2 separate regions of the Pan troglodytes genome follow, and region 2 is linked to region 1. The links are chromatin contacts, called in public Hi-C maps. All regions are on one chromosome and are shown on one strand. Each heading gives the region's core, a stretch centred on a gene start, on an enhancer-like site or on the middle of the called end of the contact. The rest is flanking DNA. Distances are from core to core; before and after follow the strand shown. Region 1 holds the start of GJA1 (gap junction protein alpha 1). Region 2 has its middle 86 kb from the start of GJA1.

Evidence for each region. A called contact is a pair of places that touch in the nucleus more often than the background predicts.
Region 2: a contact with region 1 is called in a Hi-C map of stem cell-derived neural progenitor cells, with 3 times the contacts expected there. The contact joins the enhancer-like site here to the promoter of GJA1 in region 1. A contact is called at or near these places in 1 of 7 Hi-C or Micro-C datasets (stem cell-derived neural progenitor cells) and 1 of 1 other capture datasets (stem cell-derived neural stem cells).

The regions. Positions count from the first base shown.
Region 1 is chr5:133,306,997-133,314,460 of NHGRI_mPanTro3-v2.0_pri, reverse strand. It overlaps GJA1 (gap junction protein alpha 1), which reads right to left and starts at 2,572. Exons shown (of 2, transcript XM_001164338.4): 1 at 2,335-2,572.
Region 2 is chr5:133,394,013-133,401,476 of NHGRI_mPanTro3-v2.0_pri, reverse strand. No RefSeq gene overlaps it. Among named protein-coding and RNA genes, the nearest start is that of GJA1, 86 kb to the right of the region's middle. Within about 2 kb of position 4,851, at least 2 of the 24 cell types and tissues checked have an H3K27ac peak or open chromatin away from gene starts, as enhancers often do. A contact at or near this core is called in stem cell-derived neural progenitor cells, where this site is marked.

The DNA of each region.
Region 1 (7,464 bases), core at 1,323-3,822:
TGTTCTAATAATATAGAATCAACATCGCCAGGGTGGAATGGAATGTACTGCCTTTGCTTGGTATAATTTCCAGTCAATTCGGCCTACCCAGAAGTAATTAGTCTTCTCCCAAAACTGTTTTCTGTCTAACTGGCTTATTTCATTCCTGGCGCGGGGGGGAGGGGAGCGCTCGCTTAATGAAATCTCTGCATTACTAGACGCTTTAATTTCCAGTTATCCTTGCACAAAAGTAAACATTAGGCTTCCTCACAGGGACACTTTTCACCGAGTTCAAATGCGCCCGATTTTCGGAGGGCGATATTCAGTATCTTTCTTGTCGTTACTAACTGGGTCGGGGAAGCAAAAGAAATTCAACCGTCTTCCAAATAAAGCCACGCTTCTTTTTACAACATTGTGTGGCTCTCCCCTTCCCACCCCTACTTTGTACCTGGAGAGAAAGAGAAGCACGCCTTTTGGGAGCAAGGAGAGCTTATCGATGAGCGTTATCAGAAACCCCCAGCAAAGGCTGGCTGGGTCACTAAAGGGGCAGGGTGGGCGCAGCGCTGCTACGACCGTGAGGCGCGCGTCTCGGAAACAGGCTGACTTGCCCCGGACGCATCATCAGCTTCCCGAGGGTCTCTCCTCCCTGCCCTTTCCCCTTGAGCCGCCCCGCCTCGTTCTCGGGAAGTTTCAGGAACTTCCAGGGGAGTTGCAAGTGCAATTTAAGCACAATTCCCAAGGTATTCAGGTTTTCTTACCAACGCGGAGATAGTGGGATTCAGCAAGTTTAAGAGGAAAAAAAAAAAAAAAAAAAAAAAAGGGCTGGTGTGAGAGGGATGGGAAATTAGATTGACAACTTTAATTAAATCAACCATTTGTTCTTCTACCATTTGGCACCCAGCCCATCTCTCCTCCTATCCCTCCCACCCCGCACCCCGGGTTCCTTTGCAGTGACGAACTCGGACCTGAGCTCGATTTGACTTGTGAGGATTTGGGGGAAACGTCCCAAAACCGAGCTGGTTCGGGCAGCGAAGGCGCGGGAAGGATCCCGGCAGACGCTAAGATGGCAGGAGGCGCCCCGCGTCCGTCCGGCCCACGGCCTCCGCAAAGCTTTCATTTTTATTTGCTTTTCAGCATTCACTGGTGCAAATACTTCCACTGCAGGGTCACGTCAAGAATCTAAACTAATTATTTTAGTTTGTAGATTTACACAGAACAGAAAATCTTTACCGGGCACAAAAATGCATGGCTGCATTTCTGATGAACAGAATGGGTGTTACCAATAAAAGTATTTTAAAAATTGAACGCTTTTAAACAACGTATTAGCGTTATCTTTGCCCTAGGAGCTCCAACTCCAAAGAACTGCCCCAGAGTTCTGAATTCTGTTACAGGTTCGAGCAGAGGGAAGGTGCGGGGCGGCGGGTGTTGGCGGGGGGAGCTCCCAAAGCGCTGTTTAAGAAAGTTTTTTTCCTGCTCTTTCTAGGAGCTCCTGTTTTAGGAGACGGTTTTGGAAAAGCACCCTGGCATACACTCTTTTTTAAACGTCTGATCTCTAATGCTCTGTAACTAACCACCACCCATTCAAGAGATTTCATCTCCTAAACTGCCAACGTGGTCGAGTAAAAGCTGTCTCTCCTGGGGGTCTCAAATCTTTCCATAGCGGTTGCTAACACAAAGTAACAATTTACTGTTGATTTTTAAAGCATAATATTAATACTCTTGAATTTTATACCTTTTTGTTTAATGGGGAAAATTCTAGGAAGGAACCACGTGGAAGTCAAGTAACCACGATGTTTTAACAAAGCACTTTGTCACAAAAGAAGTTGGCTTTGCAAAGCTATAGAACATCAATCAAGATTTCCATATGAAAAAAGCACTTTATTCTATGAAGTGTAGAATACTATAGGAAGCACGCTAAGCAAATTTGCACTTTGATTTTTCCGATGTAGTCAGTCAAATCCCCCAACCCAGGCGCCTAACCGCCCCCCCCCCCCCGCCACCCAACAAATGATAGCACCTAGACTATTCCTGATTACAAAAAAAGACAAAAACAAAATAAAATGATACTCTAAAATGAAAAACCGAACATCCAGTAAACTAATCCTTTATTCTAATCGGAAAGGTTTGAACCTTTTCACCTGTTGCAATGTTAATAGAAACTTTTTTAACAGTCAAAATATATATTTGGTACAATAAATTTTAACTTTAAAACTATAGAAACACTTTCAAATCCATCAATCCATTTACAGTATCATAATTCAAAATTACATTTAACACATTTTAAAACTTTAGAAAAGTTTTACTTGTAGAAAAAGAAACTAATAGGTAACGTGTTCTCATTTTTTAAAAACTTACTCTTTTGCTTAAAAGTAGTGAAGTCACGCCAAGTGATTGAACTCCTTGGAGGATGAAGTAAAATGAAAAGGCAAGTTCAGGCACTCAGACCTGTCTATTTAAAGTTTAAAACTCCGCTGCTGTTTGGTACTTTCCTCACGCCTTCCCCCTAATGAAAGAAAAGTGCTGATACCTCGTAAAAGCTTTTTTGTAACTTGGAGCACAGAGCTTTTAAAAGTTTCAAGCCACTGACCCAACTGGGAGGAGGGGCTAGAAGAAAGGGGAGGGCAAAGGGAAAGGCTGGGAGGAGGTAGGGAGGAGGCTGGTAAATGTGGAAGGGCTGGGGGGAGAAGAGGCAAAGAGCAGCAGTGGGATCAGGATAAAGTTGTAGTTTAAATTTGCTGATGAGGAAAAATAAAAAAGCATTAGGGACATGAACGCCTCTACTTGGAGTTGCTCCTCACACATAAGAATCATTGATTACAGTGCTTGCTTCACCAGAAGACCGGGGATAATGGGGGGAAAAGGTGTATATTTTTATTACAACATTGTCTAAAATTTTTAAAGTAGCTTACAATAAATAAAAATGGTGGGGAAGCATATAACCAGTTCAAGCTTGTTTCACATTGACCAAGGTGTGTGAAGTTAGAGGTAGGTGTGAGTGACCTGTTTGATGATCTAATTCCCTTCCTTTAAATGTAAGCAAGGACAATTAACAAAGGGAATGGTGGAGATGGGAGAGAGACATTTCAAAAATTGACATAGATGAAGAAAAGTCCATACCCAATCCATCTTTCAACCCCTTGACTGCTTTGAATTTTTACTTTCTTTCAGTTTAGCAAAAGGCTGTGTGTGTATATACATTTTTTACATATATAGCATGTTTTGTTTGCCTATGAAATCTTGATATCTGACCTCTACCATGTCTCCAGAAATATTAAGGCCCTATTTATGCCAAGACACTAAAACCCAAATCTGTAGTGAAATGTGAGGATTTTAAAAATACAGACTATGGTTGCATTAAGTAGGTTCCCAAACTATTCAGCCCTCCTTAAAATCAGTTCCCCCTCTCAAGCCCACTAGAGAGTTTTCTGCCCAACGACAGTAAAGCTGGGCATATCATCTTTATGTGCTTCCCTATCCCCTTCCAAATGCTCTCCCTCTTCAGGGCTCTGCATTAGGGTTTATAATGGCCTGAGTCATGTGGCCTCAATCTTAGAGCAGGCAGCTCCTCTGAGGGCTTCCCAAATGCCATAACACAGTGTTGTGGTAGGACAATTCCTCATAAACAGGCTTCAGTGATGCTCCTGAGGTTGGACAGGAAATTTCTTGGCCAGTATTCTCTGGAGGGAAAGCAAACTCATCTGGCCTTCCTATTCCTAACACTTTTCTCACTCAGGCAAATACCAGAAAAAAGAAGGATGCCAAATATATTCTGGTAGACACCGTTCCCTAATTAAACTTTCACTGAAATGACTAATATAACATCTTTTGAAATGTTGCAGGTTTTTTTTTTTTCTTTTCTGAGACGGAGTTTCGCTCTTGTTGCCCAAACTAGAGTGCAGTGGCGCGATCTCTGCTCACCGCAACCTCCGCCTTCCGGCTTCAAGTGATTCTCCTGCCTCAGCCTCCTGGGTGGCTGGGATTACAGGCCTCCGCCTCCCAAAGTGCTGGGATTACAGGCGTGAGCCGCCGCGCTGGGCCCAAATGTTGCAATTTTAAGGAACAATTTTGCTTTTACTTGTTGGCTATCCTATTTCCAAGAGTACATTTTTCTTTAAATTAAGAAAGGGGAAAAAAAATCTTCTGGAAGTAGAAATTGTAACCTGACTTTCGAGTCTTCAGGTTCAGCAACCTATAAATGTTGTTTTGGTCTTGTATTTATATTGTTCTTTAAATAAATCTATTGTTTTGTCTTAACTAAAAATTATTTCATTGGACTTAGAACACATTCATGAAAATGATTTATTCTTTTTATCGTAAGAAAATACATTTCTTCTTTTCAAAAAAGTATGCTTCGTTTAATTTACATAACAATTTATTTTTGTAAAATTATTTATCAACTACAATTATAAAAAACATTACCATGATGCTAATTCAGAATAAGTTACATGAAAGAAAAGTTGTCATTGACTGTTTTATAATAGGATTTTTAAAGCAAAAAAAATTGTGTTTATTTCCGTTATGTTTTGTTAGGTCTATAGATGAATGTTGATGTTTAAATATTCTTGTAAAGTATTCTTTTCTTTTTAATCTATTACCTATGTGACCAATTGGAAATAGAGCTAAAGAACTTCCTTATAACAAGTTAAATTATTCATGGATATCACTTGAACTATTTTCTGAGCCAAAGGGATTACTCATAGCATGAGCCAGTAATTAATTACTTCTCTTAATACATGAACGTACTATGTCTTTTCTTTCTAAAATCATTTTTCCATGATCATTGATACAAGATCTCAACATGATTTCATGAAAATATTGATAAGACATTCTGAAGAAGCTTCTCTTCTTTTGGGATAATGGCACTGAAATGCAATGCTATGAGTAATCATGTGCAAGACAAACTAGGTTTTGCAAAAGGCCCCACAGTTTTCTCTCATGGGCAACTAACAGGGTCTCTAAATGACAGGTAGCAACTTCTATTATAACTCATACTCTAGCAGTGTTGGTGAGTTATATTTTTATCAATAGCAAAATTGTTCAAAAGTATCTCACTTATCTGACCTTAGAAGCTTGTCTCCATTGGAATGTTTTGCAAAAATTGTGGAATAGTTTTTTTTTTTTAAATGTGTTTTTCTCATATTCTCAGAAATGTCAATGCCATTTCTTTAATATAAACACTGACTTCCTAGAACTGTGTCTTCTCTGATTGCCAGACCTTGTCTATGTAGAAGAAATGGATGCAGCCTGATTAACACTGCTCTTTGGAGAACTAGAAACAGTTATTTACAGTTTCTGTCGTCTGCAGGGCTTCTTTAGGCCAAATGACCTGCCAGGCCTTTGATTCTGTTTTCTCCATGTAGCTATATATATTTTGCAAAATGCACATTGTTGGCACAATGGAGGGTAAGTTTTTTTCAGAATTGTGAGAAATATTTCTTAATATGAGAACCAACTCCTTTTTTGGATTTTTACCTTTGTTTCAAAATAGGAATTTCTGAAATTTTAAGAAATGAATGGAGTGATTTTTAAGGCCTTTAAATGCCTATCCCACATAAACTCTGATGGATTACTTTCACCTCATTGAGTAGCATAAACGTTCAAAAATAATTGGTGGCTCCGGATTAGACTTGTAAGAAGAGTATTGTAATGGGAGAGCAGTAAGCTATAGGAACTTGAAAGGCAATACTAGCAGAAAGAAAGGAAAGGAAGGTAGAATTACCATAACTTGATGATGGATGAATGGGAAGACAAGGAAGAGGAGGCTGTGGAAACCGATTTTTGGAGTTTTGATTGGGAAAATATTACTAACACAAAAAAAGGAAGCTCGGGGAGGGACTGACCTGCTGAAAGAGATACAAAGATTTGTTTGAAATATTTTGGTATGAAGAACTGAAATATCTAGGTAAAGACCGATGATGACAATTTAAAACAGGAGCTGTGGCGTTCACTTTAAAATTGTTATGGCGGGGCACAGTGGCTCATGCTTGTAATCCCAGCACTTTGGGTGGCCAAGGCGGGCAGATCACCTGAGGTCAGGCGTTCGAGACCAGCCTGACCAACATGGAAAAACCCCGTCTCTGCTAAAAATACAAAAATTAGCTGGGGGTGGTGGCACACACCTGTAGTCCCAGCCTCCCGGGAGGCTGAGGCACGAGAATTGCTTGAACCTGAAAGGTAGAGGTTGCAGTGAGCCAAGATAACACCAATGCACTACAACTGGGCAACAGAGTGAGATTCAGTCTCAAAGAAAAAAAAAATTGTTATAAGATTTGTGATTGGGAAGACACAGTGGTTCAACTCTGTAATCCCAGCACTTGGGAGGCTGAGGTGGGATGACAACTTGAACCCAAGAGTTCAAGACCACCCTGGGCAACATAGGGAGACCCTGTGTCTACAACAAATAAAAAGGTTATTTAGGCATAGTGGCAGGCCTCTGTAGTCCCAACTACTAGGAGGCTGAGGTGGGAGGATCTGAAAAAAAAAAAAGAAAGAAAGAAAAAAAAGATTTGTAATTAGAAGCCACAGGTACAGATGAAATTACTAAGAGATGGGATATAGGCAGTGTACCAAAAAGCACGCACACAGCCTTGGTGGATTTCCTCATTTAATGCAGACAAAAAGAATGAAAAAAGAGGCAGGGTAACATCTGGGAAAGGGAAAGGTATTTAAAATAGCTACAGGTGGGCTTATTTGTGGGAAAATATTACTTGTGCACTGGAGGAGTAGTTAACTTTGAAAGGACAGCTGCTCCTTTAAAAAGAGAATGAGTGCAACATAAAGAAAATGTTTTCAGACAGTATAGGCCGCAGGAAACTAGGGTTTGAAGGTATTTTCTCAAAGTAGGTAAGGTTATCAGCTGGCTGAGATGAAAGTAAGTGAAGAAGAATCAGAAAATTTGCAATCCCTCTGGGGCAATTCAAGGCATTTGTAGAAGAATAGAAAGACTATCTGAGACTAGGCGGGTGTAGGTTGATTTTGTAATGAGATAAGATGGCATTATCTTACAGATTTCCTCTCCTTAGCATCAGAATAATCCTTTCTATGCACCAAATTTCCATTTTAACTAACGTTTACCAGACAGCGAGAAAGAAGTAAAAGTTAATTTGGAAGTCATAAGTTTGAAAGTTTAGAAATGCTCTACCCAAATTGGTAAAACTAGCCAGAAAATGTGTTCTTTATGTGACTGTTGGTCAATTACATTCCTTTCAGAGCAGTGAAGATTTCTCATCGTATTACCACTTGTGCTGGTATCCCTTTTTCAAAAGATAAGTTTCTGGGGTCCGTCAATTCGCTTCATAACCCTGAAGTATTCAACTTAACTGAAAACGTCTTTCCCATTTACTTAGCATTCTATCATCCTTGAAAAATGTTTAAGGATCAAAGATTGATTTGACCTGTGTAAAATTTCAACTCATTTTTGTAGCCCACATTTACCTCCAAGCGAATCTTATGTAAACCAAACTATACAAAAAGGTATTTGTAAAG
Region 2 (7,464 bases), core at 3,602-6,101, 85 kb before region 1:
AAGAATGTGTGGCAGTCACATGAAGCACTGTATAAATGTTTGTTAAATAACTAAATGAAGGCAATGGAGCCCTAACTCCTGGAACAAAACAGTAATATATAATAGCAGGCAAAAAATGGGGAATGGAGCTGGAACCACAAAGACAAGAGATATCCACTCCAATCTTTTACAGCTATTTATTGTTTTCCTTTAAAAAACACCTGTTTTGCATTGACATTAACAATATTTAATTACTATTGTAATAGTCTTGCTCAGTATGTTGCATTTTATATTATCTTTTTCCATCTACTTTGCAAAGTAAAAATTACTAAGGAAGCCAATAGAAGCTTTTCAGAAAACAAAATTTTAAAAAATAGGAAAATAAAAACTATTAATTAATGTTCTATTGGACCATCTTTTCTTTCCACTTAATTTGGCCAAAACAGGAAAAGATCAAGTGCCTGATGTAGAATTAAACGTGTATATTTGTACTTGGTTTTAGAGCAGATCAGCACATTTCCTCCTACCAGCAGGTATTATTAAGCTTGGTTCTCTCAGGTTGGTATTTAGATCTCTCATGTGGATCATTTTGACAGAAATGTGCACTGAAATTTTTAGCACTCCTCTATTTCTGGACTATAAAATATGGCTTAACATATTAGCCTCCATGTTTCCGAATTAATGAAGATATGAAAAATTATACTTTCTTTCAATGCAATGTTGTTGTTGTTTTAACTTTTATTTTTTGAAGCAAAGTTTTGCTCTTGTCACTCAGGCTGAAGTGCAATGGCCCAATTTCAGCTTACTATAACCTCCACCTCCCGGGTTCAAGCAATTATCCTTCCTCAGCCTCCCAAGTAGCTGAGATTACAGGCGCCCGCCACCACTCCTGGCTAATTTTTGCATTTTTAGTAGAGATGGGGGTTTCACCATGATGGCCAGGCTGGTCTTGAACTCCTGACCTCAGGTGATCTGCCTGCCCCGGCCTTTCAAAGTGCTGGGAATACAGGCGTGAGCCACCATGACAGGCGGTGCAATATTTCTTATACAAATTGTGCAGGCTTTCATTGAAGTGAGTAAAAACCTGGTCTAGAAAATGGGTAGCTCAATCCCTTGTGAACTGTTGAAAGCGTGCCACCTCTACTACATCTGGACATAACTAATCCTGAGAAGAGTCAAGAAAAGGTTTGCCTTAGATATTTTTCTACCACCTCTTTGTCATTCTGACTGCATTTTTGTTTCCTTCTTGCAGGGCCTCATTTTTTATTGTCATACAAATTCCCCCAAGGGGCGCTTTCTCTTGAAGCCCACAGCTATTTGTATTTCAGTTTCTGACCATGACAGGCTAAAATGCTGTCAAGAAACACTGAAATCTCTGATTTGGAATTCGTATGGAAAATATTGGTTGGTAAGTGTTTTCTGGCATCCTTCAATTAGCACCGGCTGACATTTCATGAGACTGATCATCAGTGGAAGCACGAATGCCCATTCCTACGGGTTTCTATTTCACTCCCTTTCTTTCTTACAACTTCACTATTCACCAACACATAGGATATAAATGCAGTGTGGTTTGCATCCTACAGAGGGTCATGGCCTGCAACAGAGGCAATAGCAGCTTGTTCTAGGATCTCCAGTGCATTCACTGTTTGTACCCTTGTGCAAATTAGGCTTCTTCAGCAAGGCGTTCCTCTAGGGGAGACCCTCCTCTGACTCTAGTCAGTGTCTCTAAACAGAAAGACAGGAACACGGCCTCACAGCAAAATGTTGGCTAGCAAAGAAAAAGAGAAACAACTCTTTTTATAAGCAGGAATATTTCTCAGTTGTTTCGTCCGTATTTTCCCTCTTTCCTTTATCTACTTCACTGAGTAATAACTGAAAGGTGAGCTTAACCACTCTTTGGGAGAAGGTGCTGTGACCCTGGGTATGAACCTCAGGAGGGAAAATCATGATGCTGTGAGTCTATTATATTCCGTAAGCCTGTGGCAGAACCATATTGGCTTGGACCTGCTTGCCTCTGATATCTTTCTGGTTGTTAATTTAGAAAAAATATTACAGATTGTAAGGGAACACTCCTTTCTCCTTCTACAGTAACCTCTGCCATCTTTCTTCCTGCAACCAGCAATTTATAAAAAATCATTGTTAGATATTGTAGCACGGGAAATGTTAACAGTGTCAGTGATTTACTTAATGGATAATTTTACTCTCTGCAGTCAGGGTAAATGACATTTATGTGAGATCTGGTCTATGTTGCTTTGGAAATACCTTATTCAAAAGGAAGCCAAGCTAAATGATCAACTTTTTCAGACTCTGGAGAAAATCTTCCCTCTGTCTCTGAATGAAATGTAATTCACTTCGTATCCACATATGGACTGAGGGGCTGAGGGAGGATGTGAGGCAGAGTGGTTACACTTGGCTCAGACCACGTGGTCCCATGTCTTTATGTGTCCACAGTGGCAGAAATTTTCACAGCCACAAAAATGTCTCTGGGGCTAAGCAGCTACAAACTGTCTAGTCTGTTTGAGAAAAATCCATGGCTTTTTAAAACAAAGTTTTTCTTAAACTTAAAATGTGTATGGAGCTCCCAAGGCCATCGTACTATCATGCAGCAAATTAGCAGCAAAACAAAGGAAAAACCAAATGCTGAAATACATCAAGTCAGAAAGTTGCCTCAGAAAGTAGTCTTCGTAAAAGTGGGTATATTTTTCAGAAGTGAAAGCTTTCCTCAGGAAGGAGAGTTCAGCACAGAAAGCTTGTAATTCCTGAGCAGTGCTCCAAAGAGATAAACTTTCCTTTTATTACTTTGTTTTGAATTGTTCTGGGTGGCACTGCAAATGTTTTCAGCATCTTTTGGTTCCCATCAGGGTTTTACTCATTTCCTTCTGCCTTATCCAGACAAAAGGCAGCTGAATTTCAGCTGGACTGTGCATTACTCAGACTGAACCAACAACCTCGGACTCTGAGAACATCTCAAGCTCACTTGTTTTTATGTGGCAGCCAGATTACCAGCCCTCTTGGTGATTCATCTGTACCCGTTTGAAGGATCCAGGGAGAGAGGTATCCTGGTGAAGACAGGGCAGGGAGCTATTTTTTAAATCCCAACTTTGTCAAAGCTCAACTGCTACCTTACAAAGGCCATTAAACTTTCTCATCAGTTTCTTCAGGAGCAAAATGAGAATCACCCTAGTATTATAATAGTTAATTTTGTTTTCTTTTACAAAGTGTTTTGAAAATGAGCAGTTGTATTTGTTTTGCTTAGCAGTTTAAATTAATGGGGTCAGAGATATGAATATGACACATCCTGTGTTTGGTGGCTACTAGTTTTTCTTGCTTTGCTTATCTTACTGTTTACACGTTCAAATTCATCCCTTCTCATTGATAGCTATCTTCAGTTGACTTTACTTTTGGTATTTAAACTCAAAATATTTTTACTGAAAAAACAAGATAGACTTTGAGAAGTTTGTTCTAGTCATCTGCCACTAGGCAGATTGTTATTTCAATCATCCAGCAAAACTGATTTCATGTCTTATAATTCCATCCAATTATCAGAAATCAATTAAGCTGGGCATGGTGGCCCATGCTTGTAGCCCTAGCTACTGAGGAGGCTGAGGCGGGAGGATCACTTGAGCCCAGGAGACATAGGCTGCAGTGAGCCATGACTGTGCAATGGCACTCCAGCCTGGGTAACAGAAAAACACCCTGTCTCAAAAAAAAAAAAAAAAAAAAAAAAAGCACATTAAATTTGAAAATCTGAGAATCAAATAGAAAGCAAGCTATTTGATTGCTTGGTAGTTTTATAATTTTATCTGTCAATTTGGCTAGGCTATTATACCCAGACATTTAGTCAAACACTAGACTAGATGTTGCTGTGAAGGTATTTTTAGATATACTTAACATTTAAATCAGTAGACTTTAAGAAAACCTGATTACCCTCTGTAATGTGTGTGGGCTTCATCTAATTAGTCAAAGACCTTAAGAGAAAAAACTGAGGTCCCCTGGAAAAGAAGGAATTCTGCCTCCAGGCAGTCTTTAGACTCACAACTGCCACATCAACTCTTCTGTGGGTTTTCGGTCGGCTAGTCTGCCCTGCAGATTTTAGAATGTGCCAGCACACACAGTGGCATAAGCCAATTTTTAAAAAGAAAGCCCTCTCTTTCTCTGTCTATATACAGCCTATTAATTTTGTTTTTCTGGAGAATATTAATTCGCCTGCCTTTTTCTCTTTTAATTTTAACTTGAGTTTCTTCCTTGGCCTTTGCTTCATGGATCCCTCTACACACCTTCCTGGGTGACGCTGATTGAATCCATCAGTAGTCAAGGAATGCAGACACAAGAGAATGAGAGTGAATAGCAAAACAAAGAGTTGAGGAAATGAAATAGAATTGTGCTCATGCCCTGGCTATGTTTATACAAGGGCATTCCATGCATTGCCATCCAAAAAGGAAAGGAAAAAGTGAATTTGACATACTCAGGCGGTGAGGTCTGTGCAATTAACAACAAAGTTGAGTTGAATGCTGAGAAGAAACCATTGAAACTCACGAAATCACTTGAGTTTTGTTGTTGCTGTTAGTCATAGACTTTCTCAAAGTTCCAATGTGATCTTGAATCACAAACATCATTTATTTACTGATTAGCCAATGCCAAATCAACTTTAGCCCTCCCTGCAAGGAGGCTGATACACCAGTAGTCTCCCTCATTGGCAGTGTAGCTCTATCAGCTTAACATAGGCCAATTCCTCTTGCACAACAACTCTTCTCTCTGGCTAATTGATTTAAAAAGTGGCACACTAAGAAGCCCATAAGTATCAAGAGGCCAGGAGCTCACTGCTGTTCAGGGAAACGGTACCTACTGCATAAACATTCTTTCATGGTTGCTCTGGACAATGACGCTGAGACTTAATTTCACAGAAAGCCACACAAGACCAGAACTGAACTGGACGCTGAGGATCAAAGACCTAAAAATGTGCAGTTCTTAAAATCTCCAGAGTGGTCCAGAGAGTATCAAATGAGCATTGTGTCTGGACATTGCAAAACTTCCCTCCATTACCCAGTTGATTTGAACCTTGTACGGCACGTCAAGTAAGGGGCAGCCAATACCGTTATATTGAGTAGTGAAGTTTCCTTAAGTTAACCCTTTTGTATTCATGTACATATTTGTGTAAACTAATGATAAAGCCAACTCGGCTTTGGCATAAAAGGAGTCTAGTATTTAACCTGGGCTTGAAGTTGATTGCTAGAGAAAGAGTCAATTATACTTATCCCAACTATTCTCAAAGTTCATTTTGAAAACATTTTTGAATACACAGAAAAGAGTGTTTAACTCACGCTTCCTATTTCTCATCCCTCTAAGAGGATAGGAAAAGATAGTAATTACATTTTTGAGCATATATTATGTACCAGGTATGTTTATAATCTCTCTTTATTCTCACAACTTTTTGTTAAATTAGTGCTGTCTACATTTTATGGGTGACCAACTTGAAGGCCCAGGAGTTTTAGTAATTTGCCTACTCCACATAATATGCAGGCTGGCATAGTCAAAATGCTGCTCCTGTTTTTTTTCTTTAATAAATCCAAAAAGAAAAAGAAGATGAAGTAATGATTTCTTTAATCCTCGGCTTATTGATAAATGATTTATATGTCATTTATATATCACATTCTGTCTCACAATAGGCAAAATATGTGGACTTCAATTGAATATTTTTTCCAGCAAAAATAGAATATATTCTCACATGTCATGAATAAAATTGAAATAAACATGACAGTTTTGGGTTTGGATAAAATATAACATATTTTTTAAAGAGTACACATTTGTTCCAAATGTTTTCTGAGAACTGTTATACTGTTCGCTGATGCACATGATGACGGGAGCACCATTTGGAGGAAATGATTTATTAGCACACTCTACTCATATGTATGTATGAACATTCTGTCTGTCAGATTCTAATCCACTGTCAGCAACATGAGACCTCTGAGCTGTTACTCCAGAAATAAAGATGTGATCACCTTGAATCAATTAAACTTCCACTTCGTTCTTATTGTGATCAATAGAAAATATTTCAAATATACCTGATAGGATTAATTTTCTCTAACCAAGACTAATGAGTCACTATAGGGATAGCGTATTTCTCATATCATATGCAATATTAATAATAATGATGATGATCCTACTTAGCAAGGATCACGCAGCTGGTTAAATGGTAGAAAATAATTTCTGGCTGGGCACAGTGGCTCACACCTACAATCCCAGCATTTTTTGAGGCCGAAGTGGGAGGATTGCTTGAGGCCAGGAGTTTGAGAGCAGCCTGGGCAACATAGCAAGACCCTGTCTCTACAAACAACAGAAAGATTTTCCAGGCATGGTGGCGCACACCTGTAGTCTCAGCTACTCAGGAAGCTGAGATGGGAGGATTGCTTGAGCCCGGGAAGTTGGGATGCAGTGAACCGTGATAGCGCCACTGCATGCCAGCCTGGGTGACAGAGCGAGATCCTGTCTAAAAAAAAAAAGAAAAGAAAAAAAGTAAATTCTAACTCAGGTCTGCCATACCAGAACTTGGGCTATTGACTGCCAGTAATCTACTCTCAAATACATCCTTTTAAAATTTAATACGCAGTCAAATTGCATACTTAAGAACTATGCTATTTTTATAACAGTAAAGTCTGAATATGATACATACACATTTCGAATGATGTTGACAATATACCTTACCATATTCCTTCGATTATAATAAAGCACTTTTTTTCAGACGTTAACATCTCTGAAGTCGGGGTGCATCTCAGCTTTGTGTTCTAATCGAACTGACACTGTTTTCTTTTCCTTTATAGAGGTAACTAAAATAATGGTATGACTTACAATGTATGGCATCTTAGATTTCATTAAATGTAGTAAACTAAAATTCAATTTTTTTTTCCTCACAGACTTTAAGACTTTTTTTTTTCCTCTGTCACCCAGGTTGGAGTGCAGTGACACTATCATTGTTCACTGAAAGCTTGAATTTCTGGGCTCCCTCCCACTTCAGCCTGCAAGAGCTGGGACTACAGGCACATGCCACCACTTCCAGCTCTTTTTTTAAATTTTTTGTAGAGGCAGGGTCTTGCCATGTTTGCCCCAGCTGGACTCAAACTCCTGGGCTTAAGTAAAACCTTTCAAAGTGCTGGGATTATAGGTGTGAGCCACTGCTCCCAGCCTAATATATTTAATATATTTTATCACTCAAAAATGTTTATGATATATATGATAATGTATATTTTCAGGTACATGAACATATATTATCAGGTACATTATCATATATATCCTCATAGAAATATCCTGTGATCTATATAATGCTGGCATTATTATTACCCCATTTCACAAATAAGGAGACTAAAACTCAGAAAGACTAAGTGATTCATCCAAAGTTTTATAATTAGTAGTTATAGGCTGGCCACAATGGCTCATGCCTGTAATCCTAGCACTTTGGGAGGCTGAGGTGAGCGGATCACCTGAGGTCAG